2 separate regions of the Mus musculus genome follow, and region 1 is linked to region 2. Evidence: chromatin contacts called from public promoter capture Hi-C data. All regions are on one chromosome and are shown on one strand. The core of a region is the stretch at or near the end of the contact, and the rest is flanking DNA. Distances in the headings are between cores, read along the strand shown. Region 1 overlaps Kbtbd2 (kelch repeat and BTB (POZ) domain containing 2). Region 2 holds the start of Avl9 (AVL9 cell migration associated).

What was found. Promoter capture Hi-C pulls out the DNA fragments that hold promoters and counts their contacts.
Region 1: a promoter capture Hi-C map of embryonic stem cells shows a contact between it and region 2, with 2.7 times the contacts expected there. The contact joins the enhancer-like site here to the promoter of Avl9 in region 2. A contact is called at or near these places in 17 of 39 promoter capture datasets (the 3T3-L1 cell line, the C10 cell line, the HPC-7 cell line and 14 more), 49 of 484 Hi-C or Micro-C datasets (the 3T3-L1 cell line, 3T3-L1-derived adipocytes, the AML12 cell line and 37 more), 11 of 115 datasets of contacts at active chromatin or transcription factors (the 230-238 cell line, CD8 T cells, the SCID.adh cell line and 4 more) and 4 of 9 other capture datasets (adipose tissue, embryonic stem cells, liver and 1 more).

The regions. Positions count from the first base shown.
Region 1 is chr6:56,778,473-56,781,206 of GRCm38.p6, forward strand. It overlaps Kbtbd2 (kelch repeat and BTB (POZ) domain containing 2), which reads right to left. Exons shown (of 4, transcript NM_001362210.1): 4 at 1-1,941. The coding sequence ends at 406. Among named protein-coding and RNA genes, the nearest start is that of Gm10209, 15 kb to the right of the region's middle. Within about 2 kb of position 1,374, at least 5 of the 459 cell types and tissues checked have an H3K27ac peak or open chromatin away from gene starts, as enhancers often do. A contact at or near this core is called in embryonic stem cells, where this site is marked.
Region 2 is chr6:56,713,593-56,716,318 of GRCm38.p6, forward strand. Avl9 (AVL9 cell migration associated) reads left to right here and starts at 1,313. Exons shown (of 16, transcript NM_030235.1): 1 at 1,313-1,622. The coding sequence starts at 1,530.

The sequences.
Region 1 (2,734 bases), core at 124-2,623, 65 kb after region 2:
GCAAAGTGAGTTCCAGGGCAGCCAGGGCTATACAAAGAAACCCTGTCTCGGAAAAAAACAAAAAACAAAAAAACCAAAAACAAGATAAACAAACAAAAAAATTTTCTAAAAAAAGTGAAGTTCTGGACTGTACATACACAGGGCTAACAATGTTAGATAATCCAGACTCTTATGCTCACATGATACATTTAAAGTTTCTCAGTTATCAAATAACCTATTTCATATTACAGAAGCATATCTTTCTGTATGACACACTGATATATATTATACTGATGCAAATATTAAGTAGGGCATAAAAATAAAATGTATCAAAGATAGATTTTTATGTACTCATACTCTCCTTTTTTATCCTCTGGTTTAGCAAAGGATATCACAAGTTCAGCACGTGGCACTCCCTCAAGTCCCCTATACAGGCGGAAGTGCAACCATTTCCCCATCCAGTTCAAACTCCTCTGTTCCATCTGGTGAAAAAAGGTAAGTTGGTGGCTTCCATGGAGATTCTTCAAGACAGGATGGATAAAGTTTCCCCACAGTGCACCGAAAATCTCTCCCTAGGTCCCACAGTACACGTTCAGATATATGCTGCCGCAGAGACCACCGGTCAAGTTCCAAATCATACTGGTAGGTGACATACTTAGCTCGTTCATTTAAGTGGGTTTCTCGCATAAACACACAAAGAGAATTTGAGATCACAACAGCTCTAACACAGGGATCAGAATACCTTTTAGCAGGGATGTTGGCAGCCATCTTCCATTCATTTTTATTCACATCATAAATTTCCACAGTTACTGAAGACCCATCTACAGTGCCAGAGGGGAGTCTTATGCCAGAATTGGTAGCAATATGCAACCCTCCAATATAGAAAATTTTATCACCAAAAGCTGCAGCTGAAGCAAAAGATCTGCTAGTCTGCCTCATGGCCATTTCTACCCATGAGTCAGATCTTGGAAAGTAACAGTACATGAGGTTTAATGTCATCACATAGATGCAGTCGTGAACTACAACTGCTGCACTCCACTGCCATGCACAAGGCAAAGGGCTCACCATTGTCCACTCATCCTTCTCAGTGTCGTATCTTTCTACAGTCCTCCGGTTAAGTTCTCCACCAACACTATCTCCTCCGATTGCATAGATATAGCCTTCACAGCAAACCAAAGATGGCTTCACACGGACAAAAAGCATTGGTGTCTTTGGAAACCAGGTATTTTGTTGTGCATCAAACCAGTAAAAGCAATTCACAGTTCGGAAGGCAGTCTGCAGTTTACTTGTTTTACTGTGATTTGTTTTTGTGTTTTTCAAGGGCACTTGGCCCCCTGCTATGTAAATATCATTATCCGGAGTTACAACTGTCCCAACCTTATGCAAATCAGCGGGTGGGCTGCATAACTTGTAAACTTTTTCTGCCTGGGGGCTATAACAGACAGAAGAGTAAAGACTACAAGGGTTTTCTGAGGATGCTTCAATGAAAATCATCATTTCCTCCTTAGTCATCCCAAGTCTGGGTTTGAAGAACTTGGGCATAGACTTATAAAGACCCTGAACCACAACAGACTTATCGTTGGGTGGGAGACCTTGAAACCAAGCTCTTTGTGTGACTTCTGAAAGAGCATCAATTCTGATCTGGCTAAGAACTGAAGACAAATACTGGGATCGTGACTCTGTGTTGTACTCTAGCCAGAGCATGGCAGCCTCTCGCACGGTTTCCTCCTTTTCTACATTTAAGTTGTCGCTGCTGAGGATGTCTATGAGGAGGTCGTGGGACAGCTGCATGAAGGCTTCCTGGCGGTACACAGCCGTGAACTTGTGCTCCACCATCCTCTTTGCACTCTGCTTTAATTCTTCACAACTGAAGAGGTCAGCAAAACTCAGCAGCCGCACACAGTTCTCTGCATTAATTTTTTTAATTAAATATTCTCGGCAACGCTGTAACACATCTTCTACCTAAAAAAAGATGACACGTAGAAAAAAAAAGGTAAAAAGATGCTGAGATTTTGAACTCAGGACCCTGCACTGCGATCCATACTCCCAGCCTCCAGTTTACTTTTATCTACGATACCACAGGTTTCCCATAGCAGATGCTCCTGTACTGTCAAGTTTTATACGTTTGGGGTAAGAGACAAGTTCTTGCAATAACAAAATTAGACTTCTAGGCTATACAGTTTTCTATTTCTTACTCTTGCCCAATGGCCTATTTTACCTGTTCTATTTAGGCTGGATGAGTGGCACACACTGGTAATCTCAGATTTAAGGAGCTGTTTAAATTTTTTAACTGCCTTTCTACGGCTGGTTCCTGATTGTTTTTGTATACAGGTTCTCGTTACAGTAGCTGAGGCTGACCTTAAACTCCAATCCTTCACTCACTTCCACCTCCCACCCTCCCTCCTTTTCTCTTCTCTTTTCGAAACAGGGTTTCTCTGTGTAGCCCTGGCTGTCCTTGAACTCAGAAATCCGCCTGCCTCTGCTTCCCAAGTGCTGGGATCAAAGGCATGCGCCACTATGCCCGGCTCACTTCCACCTCTCAACTGCTGAGATTACGGCCTGGTGCTACCATGCCCAGCTGAAACAAGTTTCCAAAGTACTAAGTATTATTCCGAAACAGGAAAAAGATGGGAAAATACCCACATTCCCATTAAAATCAGAAAGGGAAATCTGAGAAATACAGACTAGAAAAGATAATCATACTAAAATGCATTAATCATCAATTTTACTTAACTGCTTAATAGCTCAATATAAT
Region 2 (2,726 bases), core at 63-2,562:
CATCATCATCATTTATTGTCCTTGTTGTTGTCGTCATTTTTCGAGACAGGGATTCTGTGTAGCCCTGGCTGTCCTGGAACTTGCTCTGTAGGCTAGGCTGGCCTCAAACTCAGACATCTGCCTGCCTCTGGAGTACTTAGGTTAAAGGTGTGTACTTCCAAGCCTCGACTAATTTTAAAGTTATAAAGCTTTACGGGGTCATTTTACTTTGTGAACACATTTCTCTCTCTCTCTCGATTTATTTTATTTATATGAGTCCTCTGTAGCTGTCTTCAGACACACCAGAAGAGAGCATCAGATCCCATTACAGATGATCCATTACATACCATGTGGTTGGCTGGTGGGAATTTAACTCAGGACCTCTGGAAGAGCAGTCGGTATTCTTAACCGCTGAGCCATCTCTCCAGCCCTGTGAGCACATTTCTAACACTATGTAACCCACAGTTGGCTTGAAATTTGCAAACCTCTTACTTCAGCCCCTCAAGTTGTGGCATTACACACTTGCATAAAAGAAACTGTACGTATAAAAATTAAATGAAAAAAAAATCTAGCCGGGCGTGGTGGCGCACGCCTTTAATCCCAGCACTCGGGAGGCAGAGGCAGGCGGATTTCTGAGTTCGAGGCTAGCCTGGTCTACAGAGTGAGTTCCAGGACAGCCAGGGCTACAAGAGAAACCCTGTCTCAAAAAACCAAAAAAAAAAAAAAAAAAAAAAAAAAATTCTAGAGTGAAAGTAAAAAAAATTTTGAGTAAGCAAGAAACTTAACTTCAACGTTGAATACATGAGATACCAAACCTCATGAATATGTCTTCTTGCTAAACATTTAAAAATCAAGACTGAGAGATCCCACGGAAGATTTAAAGAGTGAAGAGGAAATACGTTTATAAATAAGTAAAACTGGTAAAAAGGAGGAGTAACGATATTTCATGAAGGAAAAATAGATTTTAGAAGGAAGTGATTTGACAAAGATCGTAGGGAGAAAGGAGCAGGTTTAAGAGTCAGCCAAATCAACCCCCTGTGCACACCACTTCACCACTGCACAGGGTCTGTGTCTGTCTGCCCTACCTTGCCCTGCCCCGCCCCGTCCAGCTCCGCCCCGCCCCACCGGTCGTGTAGGCCGCGCCTTCAGCTGGGGGTCCTCTTCCTTCAGGCCAGCTCTCGAGCAGGCCCCGCCTCTCCTGTTATACAGCCCCTCCCCTCTCCGCCTCCTTTTCCTTTAGACCCGCCCCCTGATCAGGCTCCGCCCATGCCGCCTCAGACCCAGCCGGGACAGGGGCCTCAGGGTACCGCCCCGCGCTGCCGGAGGCGGCTGTAGCGTCAGGTGACAGCCCGGAAGCTGCGGAAGCGGATGAAGCAGAGAGGTGGAGGCCCGGTGGGGCTCCGCGGAGGTGAGGGAGCTGGTCGGCGGCCCCGGAGCTCGTGGCGCAGCGCGTATGCGGCGCTCAGGCTGACATCCGAAGGCTGCCGCTCTGGGTCGTGCGGCCGGGCCTCGGCGTTTGGAGTCGCGGCGGGGGCCTCCGGCGAGCGTCCATGGAGAAGTCTGGGCGTGAGAGTGACGGCGCCCCCTGCGGGCCTGTCCTGCACATCGTGGTGGTCGGCTTTCACCACAAGAAGGGCTGCCAGGTGAGGACCGGCCCGCGCCTTCTCGGCGCCCCGCGGCCTTCCTCGCGGTGTGCCTCCGGGGACTGCGCGACGAGCCGCGGGGGTTCGGGTTTAGCGGAAGAATGACGGGCGAGCCTTGTGTTCCCTGTCAGTCTCCACCAACCTGCTGGGTGTCTACCCATAAAGGAGCTCTTGAGGAAAACTCGGTGTTTGGACGCCGGCACGTTACGAGCTGTGGGTTTCCACACGAATGCTCAAGTAGACTGACGCACTTGTAAGCTCCGCTCGGCTTCCTTTGTTTATCTCTTGCGAGCCTTGGAATCTGTAGTTTGGGGTTAGCGACCGGCCCCGCCCCCTTCTCTTTGTGCCATTTCAGATTTGATCCGGCCCAGAGCTATTCTTTTGGTTAGGTTAGCCCTCCAAATCGCTTGCAGTAAGTAAAAATGTAATTTGTCAAACAGATAGTGCAAATGGAGCCAGCTTCTTAAATGACTCTTCACCCTACCGTCTGAACCGAGCGTTTGCTTTGTGTTGAAGGCAAAGGAGCAAAATAGAATAGGTTTGTTTAGCCTAAACAAACACTGGAAGCCAATGATGTCATAATGTGCTAGTGAATATATATATTGAATACTTAAGGTGTTGAAAAAAACGGATTGCTTCTAGCAGAAAACGAAGCACTTGGTTTCTTTTCTTTCACAGAGAATGTAACATTAGATTTATTTACAGAAGTTCAGTTAGTTAGAAGATAACAAAAGTAGTGAAGGGAGTGGAGAAGTGATAGCTGCGAGTGTGTGTGTCAGTGTACAGGTGTGTGTCGACTGTTACCTTCAATCTAGGTGTGGTGGCACATGGCATACATCCAGCAAATGGGAGGCTTGGGGCAAGAGAATTATCTTAAATTAGACAGGGTACTTAGACCCTGCCTCAAAAAAATAGACTATTATTTTAAGATGTTATATTCGCTTATCCTCAGAAAGATATGGAATAACACTAAAGAGAGAGTAACACTATTGTGTATGATATTAAGAAGTTTTTTTAGTACTTCCTGATTACAGCCTTTGAACTAACTAGTTGCTTTATAAGCTAGGAGTAAAGTAACAAAATGACAAAAATCATACTAAAAAA